2 separate regions of the Mus musculus genome follow, and region 2 is linked to region 1. A link is a contact called in public HiChIP or PLAC-seq data. All regions are on one chromosome and are shown on one strand. The core of a region is the stretch at or near the end of the contact, and the rest is flanking DNA. Distances in the headings are between cores, read along the strand shown.

Region 1 (7,435 bases), core at 1,266-3,765:
CTCCAGAATCTAGAGCCATACTTGGGAGTTAGAAAAACACTAAATAGGTGTTTTTGAATAGGAAGTTTTCAAAAGGGAGAGTTAATGGGACTTGACGATTGTAAAAGAGGGAGGATCAACTTATGGATATATATATATACATATATATATATATATATACATACACACATACACACACATATATATACATATATATACATCTATACATATGCATATACCTATATCTATCCATATCTATAATCTATATCTATATATCTATATCCATATATATACTGTTACTGTGAGAAAAAATGAATGTATCACCAGGGTAAAAACAGTGTTTATACCTAGATAGGGAATCTCAGAAGGGACTTATTTTATGAGCATACTCTAAACAAGGCTCTGCTCAGATGATTCTGAGCAGAGTGGTCACATGGCAGCTTTTGTACACTCATGTTGGTGTTCTTAGAGAATGATTTTTTCTCATTTGTATATTACATGGTGTGTATGCATGTTTGCATGTGTGTCAGTGCACATGTGTGTATGTGGTGGGAAATATTAAAAAACGATCTAGCACGTTCCCACCCTGTGCCTCTGCCCTGGCCAGTCATGTACTGGTGGACAGTGGCTGGTCTCAGTGGTGGAGACTGACTCAGAATGCCACAATCTCTCCACCCAGCTCTCTAGGTTCCCACTGGTGGTTGCTACCATGCCAACCCCGTGCTTCACATCCCCTACAGCCTTTGTGGTGCACATCTGGCAAACCCACGTATTGCCACCGTACCTTTCTTGAACCCAGACGAGCCTCTGCATAAAAGAAAACCCAACACAAACTCATTTCAGAAACAATGATAACTCAATCTCTGGGCGCAACAACTAAAACCTAATCTTATAAGCCTTATTAAAATCTGATTCCCCCAGTGGTGAATCCTTGCAGATTCGCCATGATACCAGGAAACTCTAGCAGCTACATCTTACTGCTGTCCCCATTCCAAAAATGAACCTAACTTTCTCCTCTTCCTCTTGTTTCCAGTCCAACCCAGATGTCCTGCCTACTCACCCAGTGATTGGCTTCTTTATTCATTAAGTGATTGGTTCACAAGAACAGCACCAGGCCCATCTACAACATGTGTGTTTGCATGGAGTGCATGTGCAGCCATGAAGTTGATCCTGGATGGTCTTCCTTGATCTCTCTCTACTTTGTTCAATGAGGCAGGGCATGTTGCTGAATGCAAGGCTCACCAATTTTTGCAGTCTAGCTAGCCAGCTTGCCCTGGAGACACCTTGCTTTAGGCTCTTCAGTCCTGGGATTACAGAAGACTACTCTGACTTCCCAGCTTTTCTGTAGGTTCTGCAGATCAGAACTCTGGTTCTCGCTTGCAGGGTAAGCATGTTGTTCCCTGAATCACTTTCCTAGCCTATCAGGAGTTCTTAAAGTCACAGGTTGGACCCCGAGTCAGATAACTATGCAGAAGACAACTGGTTATATCTTGAATGTATTTGATTTGAGAGGACTATGACATATTAAATTCACCTGATACCTCAGGATAAAGATCTGGGATGAAGACGTAGTTTTGGAAATTATCTGCTTAAAAACAATACTTGAAGCAATAAGCGGGATTACAACAGTTTAAATGCAACCAAGGGAACAGACTGGAGCCTTAGAGCCTGACACAATTTAAGTCTGGTGGCAGGGGAGGAGTCTGCAGGGGACACTGAAAAACAGTGGCTAGTGGCATGAGAGGCCAACTGTGGGGGTGTGGCTGAGAGAGGAAATGACTTCAAGAAAGTTACACTAGGAAGTATGACAATAGTCAAAGGTTAGAGATATCCCCAGGTAAGGTAAAGCCAGTGACACATTGGTGAGGAAGTAGAATGCTGTGGGTTGAGGAGTAGACAGGAGATGACAAAATGATGCTTGGGAATGAAAGTGTGTCTAAAGGTGCAGCTGTGAAAGAAAGAGATGGAAGGAAGTGAGTGGGGAGAGTACAAGCTGCAGAAGATGGGTGAAAAGGGATTGTGGGGAGGGGATCTAAAGAAAGACATCCTGAGTGGTAATAAAGGTTGAATGTGGACTTGCAAGTGGCTTGACTGGCTGAGGGAACCAGTTACCCGCTAAGCTAAGTGGAAGCCAGTAGGCAGAAACAGTCTGAGGAGGCATTTCATGTCTGTCAGGTAGCAATGAACATGAAGATAAATCCAGTGCTCATTGTGAAGGATGAAAAGGAGAGATCTGTCTTTTTCCGAAGTTGAACATCTTAAGGGAATCTGAGATCACTCATTCATTCAACATTGAATAGCAGATGCCTATGTTAACAACCCAGAGTATTGGTGGGCCACGACTAGAGGAGACATTTACTGACCCAGAATTCCCAGGTGCTTGCTTGTCTCTTTGCTGTAACCAAATTCCAGACAAGAAGTAGCTTAGGGGAAGAAAGATTTATTTTAGCTCACAATTTCATGGAGGGGGAGTCACAGTGGCTGCCAGTTGGTAGAAACTGTTTGTATAATTTTGGCATTTCCTGGAAGCACAGGCTGTCAGGAAGTGGGCTGGCTATAAATTTCACAATCTTCCAGTGACCTACTTCCTTTATTGAGGATCCATCTCTGAAGATTCCATTAGTTCTCTGAACAGCATCACCACCAGTGTTTAAACACAACAGCTTGTGGGGACTAGTTTACATTTAAACCATAGTGGCTTGAGAGAGAAAATGTGTTTAATGGATAGGCATACTGTATTTGCTCAGTGTTTTCAGTCTCGATGGCACGTGAGGATTTTTGTTGTTTGCTTTCTTAAAGTGCCATGCTAGTCCTAGCCAGTCTGACTCTATCTGAGCCTCTGTGGATAGCACATGAGCACTCATGGTTGTCAAAGTTCCTCAGGGACCCCTAATATGCAGTCAAGTGAATAAAGTACAAATGAGCATAGAGTTGTTGGCATGGGGGATTGCTTTGCTGATGCTGACAAGAGGGATGGATGCTATTTTGGTGGGTATTAATGGCACCTGCTCTTGGCATCAGGGACCTCATAAGGCAGAATAATGCTTAAGAAGGCTACAAGATCTAGAGCAGTGGGTCTTAATCTTCTCAATTCAATGACCATTTAATACAGCACCTCATGTTGTTCATGTTGTTCACCACAGTGACTCCCAAGCATAAAATTATTTCACTAATACTTTGTGTTTTAGTTAGAGTTTTATGACTGTGAACAGACACCATGACCAAGGCAAGTCTTATAAACAAACAAACAAACAAACAAACAAACAGAAAAACATTTAATTGGGGCTGGCTTACAGGTTCAGAGGTTCAGTCCATTATCATCAAGGTGGGAGCATGGCAGTCCAGGCAGGCATGGCGCAGGAGGAGCTGAGAGTTCTATGTCTTCATCCAAAGGCTGCTAGTGGAAGACTGACTTCCAGGCAACTAGAGTGAGGATCTTATACCCACACCTACAGTGACACACCCATTCCAACCATGTCACACCTATTCCAACAAGGCCATACCTTCAGATGGTGCCACTCCCTGGTCCAAGGATATACAAACCATCACACTTTGTAACTGTCTCAAATGAAATGTATTCACTGATAAGTGGATATTAACCCAGAAACTTAGTATAGCGAGATATAAGGTACAATATGTAAAACATATGAAACTGAAGAAGAACGAAGACCAAAGTGTGGACACTTTGCTCATTCTTAGAATTGGAAACAATCACCCATGGAAGGAGTTACAGAGACAAAGTTTGGAGCTGAGACAAAAGGATGGTCCATCTAGAGACTGCCATATCCAGGGATCCATCCCATAATTAGCCTCCAAGCGATGACACCATTGCATACACTAGCAAGCCTTTGTTGCAAGTACGGTGATATAGCTGTCCCTTGTGAGACTAGGCCGGGGCCTAGCAAACACAGAAGTGGATGCTCACAGTCAACTATTGGATGGATCACAGGGCCCCCAATGGAGGAGCTAGAGAAAGTATCCAAGGAGCTAAAGAGATCTGCAACCCTATTGGAGGAACAACAATATGAACTAACCAGTACCCTGGAGCTCTTGACTCCAGCTGCATATGTATCAAAAGATGGCCTAGTTGGCCATCACTGGAAAGAGAGGCCCATTGGTCAGGCAAACATTATATGCCCCAGTACAGGGGAATGCCAGGGCCAGAAAATGGGAATGGGTGGGTAGGGGAGTGTGTGGGGGGGACTTTTGGGGTAGCATTGGAAATGTAATTAAAGAAAATACGTAATAAAAAAAAGAAAAAAAAGAATTATAATGTAAATGTCCGATTTGTAGGATATCTGATAAGCAATCTCCAAAGGGGTTAAGACTCAGGTTGAGAACCACTGGTCTAGAGTGTTCCAACTGTTTACCGTTGAAACTCTTGGCTAGAAGGCAAAGGCAGGGAGGGAGCATCCTAGCATTGTCTGAAATCGGACACCTACGTAGGAGGGTAATGCCCAGGACAGGAGGCAGCCTGCTATGATTTTCCACTGAGTGGTTACAATAACTCTCTGTGTCTTCAGTATGCCTTGAGGAACTGGATCTGTCTTGAGTGGGAAACAGGAAAGGGTTTGAGTTTAGGAAAGCATGATATGTTAGGAATGAAGGAAGGAACTAGGACCTGGAAGATGAAAAAGTTTTGGGTGACCCTGATACTTGTCATGAAGTAGCTAAAAGACTATCAGGTAAAATAGCTTCAAGGTTTACTTTGCTTAGCTCCAGTGTATAGACCAAAGACTTGCTATTTAAGAGACTTCCTCTCCCCTGAAGGAAGACATCTTTGAAAACCCATGTCTACCAAGCATTTGAAGTAGGACATTTGTACTTTTAGAGATGATCAAAGGACTGAGTAGAAAGATTCTTACATGCTCTTATAAGATTATATTTGCAATTTATATAATAGTATGATTATATTTAAGATTCTCTAGTTAAAATTTCTAGAAAATTCCTTAATGTAACCATTAGGATAATTAAATAAAAGAAAACTAAAGGTTCCCTTCATATGCATTAATTATTTCTGGCAAAATGAACTCTTAGATTTCTTTTCTAAAATCTAGTATTATATAGGGAAATATAGATAGTAATATTGAAGTATTCAAGCTGGCATGTTATAAGTAAATATTGAGGTGAGGACCTGTTTCTTTCAATGTGTATATTTATAGCTTAGCACATTAATAAAAATGTTTATGAGCCCTGACATTTTTGGAATAATGTATTAAGCAATACTCCCTGTGTTTTATAGAAGTGGGTCAGTATTTTTACCAGAGGATGGATTTAGGCATGAAGAAATCTTTGGACTTGAAGAAGGTCATAGCTGACGTCATCACTGCAGCCAAGAATAGCCAGCTGTCAAAAGAAGCTCCAAGCCATACAACCCAGAGCCAGGTATGAAAAACCATGATTTTCTTCCCAGCATTTGGGATGTAGATGTGGGGGGATCATATAAGTTCAAGATTTTTCCCAGCTACATAGTGATTTCAAGACCATCTTGGGATACAGGAGGTTCTGCTTGGAAAACCAAACCAAACCAAACCAAACCAAACCAAACCAAACCAAACCAAACCAAACCAAACCAAACCAACAAAATCAACAACATAGAGGTGACTATAGAGGTTGCAAGAAGGATAATCACTAGATAATTGCATGGAATTGAGTGGGAAAATGCTGATAATGGTGAAAGCATTTCCACTACTGTCCAATTTAGGCTTAGATTCTTCAAAGTCTACTTTATTTATGGCTCTTTAATGCTTCAACCTCCCTTCTAGCCCATTGACTAGGGGGAAAAGATGGTTAATAGGACAAAAGAGACTGTGAACCTGTTTGGAAGTAATTCTTTCCAGATGAATTTGAGAATTGCTTTTCCCATGTCTTTGAAGAATTGTGTTGGAATTTTGATGGGGATTGCATTGAATCTGTAAATTGCCTTTGGTAGGATGGCCATTTTTACTATCTTAATTCTGCCAATCCATGAGCATGGGAGATTTCTCCATTTTCTGAGATCATCGATTTCTTTCTTGAGAGACTTAAAGTTATTGTCATACAGATCTTTCACTTGTTTCGTTAGAGTTACTCAAGGATATTTTATATTATTTGTGGCTATTGTGAAGGGAGTTGTTTTTCCAATTTCTTTCTAAGCCTGTTTATCACCTGTATAAAGGAAGGCTACTGACTTATTTGAGTAAGTTTTATATCCAGCCACTTTGCTGAAGTTGCTTGTCAGCTGGAGAATTCACTGGTAGAATTTTTGCAGTATGTATGCTTTCATCTGCAAATAGTGATATCTTTATTTCCTCTTTACCAATTTGTAACCCCTTGATCTCTTTTTGTTGTCTTATTGTTCTAGCTAGCACTTTGAATACCATATTGAATATATATATATGGAGAGAAGGCATCCTTGTCTTGTTCCAAATTTTAGTGGAATTGCTCCAAGTATATCTCCATTTAATTTGATATTGGCTGTTGGTTTGCTGGAAATTGCTTTTATTATGTTTAGGTATGGGCCTTGAATTCCTGATCTCTCCAATACTTTTAACATGAAGGGGTGATATATTTTGTAAAATGCTTTTTCTGTATCTAAGGAGATGGTCATGTGACTTTTTCTTTGAGATTGTTTATATAGTGGATTATGTCAATAGATTTTTGTATATTGAATCAGCCTTGCAACCCTTGGATGAATCCTGCTTGATTGTGGTGGATGATAGTTTTGATGTATTCTTGGATTCAGCTTACAAGAGTTTTGTTGAGTACTTTTGCATCAATATTCATAAGCCAGATTGGTTTTAAGTTCTCATTTTTGGTTGGGTCCTTGTGTGATTTAGGTATCAGAGAAATTGTGACTTCATAGAATGAATTAGGGAGTGTTCCTTCTCTTTTTATTTTATTGAATAGTTTGAGGAATATTGGTAGCAGGTCTTCTTTGAAGGTCTGATAAAATTCTGCACTAAATCTATCTGGCCCTGGGCTTTTTTTGGTTGGGAGGTTTTTAATGACTTCTTCTATTTCCTTGTGTGATATGGGCCTGTTTAGATAGTTTACCTGCTCTTGATTTAACTTTGGTATATGGTATCTGTCTAGAAAACCATGTGTTTCATCTAGAATTTCCAGCTTTTTTGAGTATAGGCTTTTGTAGTAGGATCTGATGAGTTTTTTAATTTCCTCCATTTCTGTTGTTATGTCTCCATGGGACATGGAACAGTTGGAGAGTGGCCCAGGAAGGGAATAAAATCTGGAATGTAAAAAAAAGAAGAAAAGAAAAAAATTAAAAAAGAAGTAATTCTTTTGGGGTGATTTTAATCTTCATTATCAGGATACCAGCACCCAAGTCCAATTGAATCGGTAGCAGTGGCTCAATCCAGAAAAGACTCCAGGCTCCCCCAATCTGCACAAGTCCACAGAAGCAGCCAGAATACTATGAGAAATTCTCTGGTGCTCTTCTCTCTACAAAATCATGACAAGC
Region 2 (7,435 bases), core at 3,067-5,566, 120 kb after region 1:
ATCCCATCCCCCCTCCCACTGCTTCTATGAGGGTGTTCCCCCTCCCACACACCTACTCCTGCCTCCCTACCCTCGAATTACCCAGCACTGGGGCATCAAGCCTTCAACGGACCAAGGGCCTCTTCTCCCATTGATGCCTGACATGGCCATTCTCTGCTATATATGAGACTGGAGCCATGGGTCCCTCCCTCCATGTGTGTTCTTTGGTTGGTGGCTTAGGCCCTGGGAGATTGGAGGTCTGGTTGGTTGACATTGTTGATCTTCCTATGGGGTTGCAAACCCCTTTCAACTCCTTCATTTTAAATACCTTAAACAGCTCGAAGGGTGGGCCACTCCCTAACACAACACATGTGTATGTGTGTCTTTCTTTTGTGAACCCAAATCATTTGGGCAGGTATAGAGATGTGTGCCCCCATCTGGGAGTTTCCAGAGGATTAATTTTTTTACCGCTACACAGAGGCAAATTCCCTCCTGATGCTTTCACTACTGGGGAGGCAGAGTAAAGTGAGGAAGGATGTGTATGGGAGGGAGTAGAGGGGAAAGGTGGTTCATTCCATTGTATATTTGTCAATTTGGCAAACTGAGATTTCCTAGTGTAGTAGCATCAAGAAGCACCATGGATGGCTCTGAGAATTTGCAAATAAGTGTTACCACTTGTGTAGTCTTCTAGGAAGGGGTCCGTCTAACTCAGTAAACTCAGTAAGTGGGGGACCTGCACCTCTGAGTAGAAACAATGCAGATGTAAGGGGGATACAATCTTGCTTTTATTAAATCTGTAATAGGAACAATGTATGTAACACTTGATCTACAGAGCCTTTTCTTCATCAATGAAGTGTGTTGGGGAGGTGATACATCTTATTACAGATAATATATGTAAAGTATCAAGTAGAGGCCTTCACCCAGTGGGCAGTGAGGAAGTGATGGAGGGTGAAGGTTCCTCATGTGCCATTAAGGAACCATTTTGGTACTCTTTCCTAGCATGATAGAAACCTAAATTTCCATATCTGTACGTAAGAAACAGTTACCAGTATCTTTCAAATCATTCTCCTTTAAAATATTAAAAATTTAAAGAACACAGCTCAGGTGAGAAGCCCATTATATTTTTCTTTCGTTTCTTTTTCTCTTTTTCCTCCTCTTCCTCCTCCTCCTCTTCCTCCTCCTCCTCCCCATCCTCCTCCTCCCCATCCTCCTCCTCCCCATCCTCCTCCTCCCCCCTCCTCCTTCTCCCCCCCCTCCTTCTTTTTCTGGTACTCTATCACTGAACCACCCCCCATCCCAATTGCTGTTTTGTTGCCCCAATTTTAGACATTTACCATCACCTGTTGTAGCTTCTCACTCACCTGAAGAGCCCCACAACTTCTTTAAGTGCCTCTTGTAGGCCTCCTACACCTCCATCTGTCTTCCTTGCCCTTATATACACTTTCTGGATTAATATTTGAGTTTTATGACCTAAAGTACTATTTACATGTTACATGTGATATGTAGCAATTTAAAATATTTGGTCTTTGCTGATGCTCTGTGGATGCACAGGGATGTGTGGTATAGTGAGTGGTGTTTATGAAGCTGTCCCTGTGACAGGCACCACATATATTCATACCTTATATCAAGGCTTTGCAGCTTTTGATGGAAATTTATTTATCACCTGAGGACCTTGATACAGTTCAGGGTCCTACTCATTCAGTCTGGGTAGGGCCTGAGAGACTTTTTTTTAAAATTAGATATGTTCTTTATTTACATTTCAAATGTTATCCCCTTTTCTAGTTTTCCCTCCGAAAATCCCCTATCCCCTCCCCCCTTCCCCTGCTCACCAACCCACTCACTCCCACTTCCTGACACTGGCATTCCCCTATACTAGGGCATAGAACCTTCACAGGACCAAGAGCCTCTCCTCCCATTGATGACTGACAAGGCCATACTCTGCTACTTATGTATCTAGAGCCATGAGTCCCACCATGTGTTTTCTTTGATTGGTGGTTTAGTCCCAGGGAGCTCTGGGGGTACTGGTTAGTTCATATTGTTGTTCCTCCTATGGGGCTACAAACCCCATCAGCTCCTTGGGTACTTTCTCTAGCTCTTTCACTGGGACCCTGTACTCAGTCCAATGGATGGCTTTGAGCATCCACTTTTGTATTTGTCAGGCACTGGCAGAGCCTCTTAGGAGATAGCTATATCAGGCTCCTGTCAGGAAGATCTTGTTGGCATCCACAATAGTGTCTGGTTTTGGTGGTTGTTTATGGGATGAATCCCCAGGTGGGACAGTCTCTGGATGGTCATTCCTTCAGTCTCTGCTCCACACTTGTCTCTGTAACTCCTTCCATGGGTATTTTGTTCAGGCCCGAGAGTCTTACAAGGTCCACAGTGATACTCCTGTCTATGTATTCATTCCAAGTACCAAGGCGTACTCTTTTTTTTATTCTGACAACCCAACGTGGCAAGGGTCACTTCCTTCATTTTATAGGTGAAGAAAATGAAGGTTAGAAGAATAGAAGTTGCCCAAGGTTATCAAAAAGCAGCTTAACTTGGATTCTAAATCCAGGTTTGTTTACTGGTCGGTACACATGATCTGGATTTTGGAAATATTTTAACAGTATTAAGGGATGATCTGATGCTACCTAAAATGAAATGCTTGGCTAGTCTTTGCTTTTTCCTTATCATCTTTCCTCTTTTCCAGCGCCACTTCTTCTTATGCAGGACCACATTTTAAATGGCAAGTCATGTGTGTTTTGTTTGTAAAGATCTATAATGAGTAACATGGCTTACAGTACTTGCCTCTTTTTGATGGTTTTGCATTCTGAGTTTTTAGGAAAGTGGTAGTCAACAGCCAACCCCCCCCCCCCAAAAAAAATCACATGGAAAATTCCAGAAAGAAAAAGTATATATATTTTATACATTCTTTCACGATTTATGATTATAATGTTCTATTTTATTGCAACACTGCTGTTGATAATCTTCGTGCCTAGGATGCACTTTACAGTTTCGGTGATACAGTATTGCTAAGGATTGATCCTCCTGTAGTTTCAGGCTTTCAAACCTATTATGGTCTAGGAAACATTGTGCTATTGATGGACTCCACAGTGTGCACAGAGGAAGTTGCTGGGGACGGATGCATGCGAGGAAAGGAAATCCTTAGGCTGATTTATTATTGTTTAAGGCTGGTTGTGTACACAGCAGGCCACGCTTGCTACAGTCACGCATAAAAGAAGCGAACTTCTGTCCCAACAGATCATGTACTTTTTAAAAGTTACGTTTTGTCCTGTTTATAAAATCAATAAGATCCACAATCGAAAATTTGAGCTACAAATATCTAATGAAACAGCAGCAGCAGCAGCAGCAGCAGCAGCAGCAGCAGCAACAACAGATATAAAATCCCACCAAACTAGATTTCAATTAAAAAAAAAAAAAGACTAGCGAAGAGGGCATTTACAGGGAGTTGTCAGAGTTCAGTGAAATAATATATTACTACAAAAAGCTTATACACCCTTTTCGGCTTTGTAGGGCAGTGGGAATAAAAAAGACAGGGAGAACCTTGCCTCAGTATGACAGAGTTGACATGTGTGGGTGTGTGTGGGGGGGAACTTTCCAATTTTCCCCAGGGTTCTCCAAATATGCTGACCCAGTCTCTCAGTGTCTCGGTACTGAAGCGATTTGAGCTCAAACCTGGTGGCAAGTCACTGACGCATGCGCGCTCTTGCCTCTGTGTCACCGGCCAGTTTTCTTTTTTTCTCAGGCAGGATTTTGAAGATCAGCAAAAGGCGCTGGACTGCTTTAGTGAACAGTTCCAAGCCTGGGAGATATGCAAAACCTACTTCTTTCCCTCTACCTAGGCTGAAGCTGCAATTGTCCCCACGTCACGCACTTTCAAGGTGTCAAAACATTCTCAGAAGAAACTGACTTTCAGGAAGGGGCTGAGGATGGACCTGGAGGAGGCGGGACCAGGGGCCGATCACAAACTTTCCATGCTGCGTTCTCCAGCTGCGCGTAGTGCACATCTCATTTCTCCAGGCTCCCTGTGTCCCAGTTAAGCCTTGGCTCCTCTGAGACCCTCTTAATTTAAATCGCATTCATTGTTCAGGGTGTCCCCGGGGACACCCCTGCGAATCTCAGTGTTCAGCCACACTTCCTAGGAAGCCGCGCCGATGGGCTAATCCCTGGACGCCCCGGGGTTGTGCAAGCTCCACTCATCCGAGGGTTCACGGGCGGGCGGGGGCGCCGGGATCCCCTTTGTGGCCGCCGCCCCAACTCGGCCCGCTCCTCCCCCCAGCCGCCCCGCCCTCAGCCCCGGACCCCCAGCCAGGGCGGCGGGCACGCTCGCACCCGCGCCTCCGGGGACTCGCGGACCGCACAGACCGGCCAGGCGCGCTGGGCATGCTCAGTCGCGGGGCGCCAGGCTCGCCAGTCGGAAGCCAGTGCTCAGCGGAGCCGGCCGGGGCGCACCGAGAGCGCGCGGCACTCGCTGCTGCAGCGGCGGCCGGGCCGCGGCGCATCCGGGCGGGGACCCGAGGCGAGTCCCACGCGGCGTCCCCGAGCCGCCGGCAGCGGCGCCCGCTCCAGAAAGGCAAAGCGAACCAGGGGCCATCAGCGCGACTGGCGTCGGCGGGGCTCTGACGCTCCGCGGCGGCCACCTCAGAGTCGCTGCCCGCCCCGGCCGGGCCGGGTCCGGGAGCCGTCGGACATGGAGCCGTGGAAGCAGTGCGCTCAGTGGCTCATCCACAGCAAGGTGCTGCCCCCCAACCATCGGGTGACCTGGGACTCGGCGCAGGTGTTCGACCTGGCGCAGACCCTTCGCGATGGAGTCCTGCTCTGCCAGCTGCTCAACAACCTGCGGCCACACTCCATCAATCTGAAGGAGATCAACCTGAGGCCCCAGATGTCCCAGGTATGGAGGCCACCCCGCGACCCCGCTGCCCGTCAGAGGCTCCCATTAATCATCCGGATAATTTCTTTGTGTAAATGCAAACATCTAGGTGCGCTCCGCTTTGCCCTGCCTCTCAGTTCTCAGCTTGGGGGCTTTTCCTCACTTGCCTTGAAATGACTTAGCTTCTAAGCAGAACTAATAAAGCCTTGCGTCGGGAGATGGTGTATGGAATCCTAAAGGTTTCTGGGAGGCGGGAAGAAATAAGTTATCCTAGGGCGCGTTTCACCTTTCTGCCCCCCCCCCCCGTGTGTGTGTGTGTGTGTGTGTGTGTGTGTGATAACAAAGAGGGAGTCGGCTCTAAAATAACAATGAGAAGGGATGAGATGAAGCGGTGGGGTTAATTTTGCTTTGACTTATTTTTTGCTTTCATTTGGTCCTCACGTTCTGGAAAGAGGAACTGTGCCATAGATGAGGACTCTAGGAAGTGGAGGGCGTTTGGTACCGTTATCTGCTCAGAGGAAATAAACCAAGAGGGACACAGAGAGCCTTCCTGAAGTTCCCCACCCCGCCCCCTAAGCCCGTGGCCTGTTAGCAAACTGGAAGGTTGTGTTTATAGCTTGTCTGAAAACGTAAGGGGAGCCAGCCCAGCCTCCCTCACCGGTGGCAGGAAGTGAGAAGTTTTGCTGGAGACTCTGCTTTTTTTCATTGGGTCTTGCGATCAGGTAGCTTGGAGGCACTTGGGCTTCTGTGGCCTTAGCTTGGAGATACCTCTTTGAGGGTTCTGATTAAAATCCAGTCCTGGAAGGCACAGAAAGCAGTGGGTTCCTCAGAGACAGCTCAAAAAGCCACATGCAGCCCAGTGCTGCTTATTTTTTGGGCCGGTCGGAAAGTTTCTGTTAAAAGGATGTTCAACACAACTCAGAACTTCTATTTTCTCTTTCACACGCACACGCACATGCACACGAAAAGAAAAAGAAATGTTTCAACTTAAAAGGGGAAGGAAAGAGACCTTTTAGTGACATATTTTAGCACTAGCCCTGTATGATTCAGAGACTTACCACTTACCCAGAGCTGTGTCCTTGCAGAAAAAAGTGATCTTATGCAGTTTAATAATCTCATAATTAAAGCAGGAACTCCCACACTCTGCCCTGGTTGTCAGTATTTCATCAGGGTCGATCCTCACTTCAAATTCTGTGTCCCCTGTTGGTAAGCAGTCTCCAAGGAAAAAAAAAAGCAGATATATAAGTATTGAGTGCCATATGTGTTTACAATAAGGATCAATTATTTTAGACTCTCTTAGAAACCTGAATGATGGGTGATTGCTAATTCTGTGGACTTGCCCACAATTGTGGCAACCATAGATAGTCCTGTGGAGGGCTTCAGTGGTTGTTTCTGTACTGTCTGAGTTAACTGTTAGGAGTAAGGTTGTGCCACGCACAGGAGTCACTTGTTAGATCTCCAGTTCCATTTGATCAGTAGTCTCAGTAGCAGCATGAAGTCTTGTGCTTTGATGCCACGTGCTGTGCATATTTCCTCGAAGTTTAGTTTCTGGAACTTTCAGCAGTTACTCATCAAAGTGTTCTTAATAATCAAATTTCTCTCTTCTTTCTTTTTTCCTTCCTTCCTTTCCTTTTCTAACTGCCTGCCTGCCTTCCTTCCTTCCTTCCTTCCTTCCTTCCTTCCTTCCTTCCTTCCTTCCTTCCTTTTTGGATAGCTGGGCATTCTTTGACATTCAAGTCTTTATTTGACTGCTGACAGTGCATGGGATCTTGTCAAGTGGATTCTCCTCTTTCTTCTCTTAAAATGCATTATCTATAATGTAATCAGTTTGATGACTGAAGGTCATTATAAGCATCATTGATGAAAAGGAGCAGGGCATGATTCTCTAAGAATTCTATTTCCTACTGAGGCCACCACAGTGAACATATCAAGATAGTTAGTTGCCCTTAAGGAATTATTACACTGATATCAATAAACCACCAGATTATAGTGAGGTAAGTAGGGCAGTGAACTGACTCTTCATTAGATTTTTCTTTTGAGTTTTTAAGTCAGTCCATCTCTGAGCTCTCTGGTTCCAAACTCAGTGATTTCTCTTGTGATGAACTTGGGGAGAGGGCTTCTTCTCAAACATGGTCCTGAAAAGCTAGTCCTAAGTGTGGGGCATCTGCTTTTATCTCTGTTTTGGCCCCACTACAGAGAGGTTAAGAGCTAGGTATATACATTTGCATAATATAGACTTTCATTATATCATTAAGGGAGACTTAATAAGTGCTTTTGTGAAATAAGGTGTCATATAACATGCCCACAATACTCAGCACATATGTAGTAAATGTTCATTATTAGCAAGATTACCTAAAATGTTATTTTAGGGTATTAGGATACAGTTAAAAATTTAAATCACAAAGACCTACAGGTTCCTTTGTGCTAGCATCTGTAAATATTTCTGCCTCATGTAACTCCCTTGGGAAGGGCCCTGGCTGTTCCTGGTTATGAGTTTCCGTCCCCATCGGCTGTCTTCATAGAGCATGAGGGAGGAAGAAGCTCTAGCCCTGGTGTGCATGGTGTCTCCTGTCCTGGGGC

What was found. HiChIP or PLAC-seq counts read pairs in DNA pulled down with a chosen protein or histone mark.
Region 2: an H3K4me3 HiChIP or PLAC-seq map of bone marrow-derived macrophages shows a contact between it and region 1, with 4 times the contacts expected there. The contact joins the promoter of Vav3 here to the enhancer-like site in region 1. A contact is called at or near these places in 13 of 39 promoter capture datasets (3T3-L1-derived adipocytes, the HPC-7 cell line, cranial neural crest and 8 more), 2 of 484 Hi-C or Micro-C datasets (bone marrow-derived macrophages and cerebral cortex), 12 of 115 datasets of contacts at active chromatin or transcription factors (the 230-238 cell line, CD8 T cells, DN3 thymocytes and 8 more) and 4 of 9 other capture datasets (adipose tissue, embryonic stem cells, liver and 1 more).

The regions. Positions count from the first base shown.
Region 1 is chr3:109,214,021-109,221,455 of GRCm38.p6, forward strand. No RefSeq gene overlaps it. Among named protein-coding and RNA genes, the nearest start is that of Slc25a24, 95 kb to the left of the region's middle. Within about 2 kb of position 2,516, at least 9 of the 459 cell types and tissues checked have an H3K27ac peak or open chromatin away from gene starts, as enhancers often do. A contact at or near this core is called in CD8 T cells, acute myeloid leukemia and bone marrow-derived macrophages, where this site is marked.
Region 2 is chr3:109,336,367-109,343,801 of GRCm38.p6, forward strand. It overlaps Vav3 (vav 3 oncogene), which reads left to right and starts at 4,317. Exons shown (of 27, transcript NM_020505.2): 1 at 4,317-4,876. The coding sequence starts at 4,673.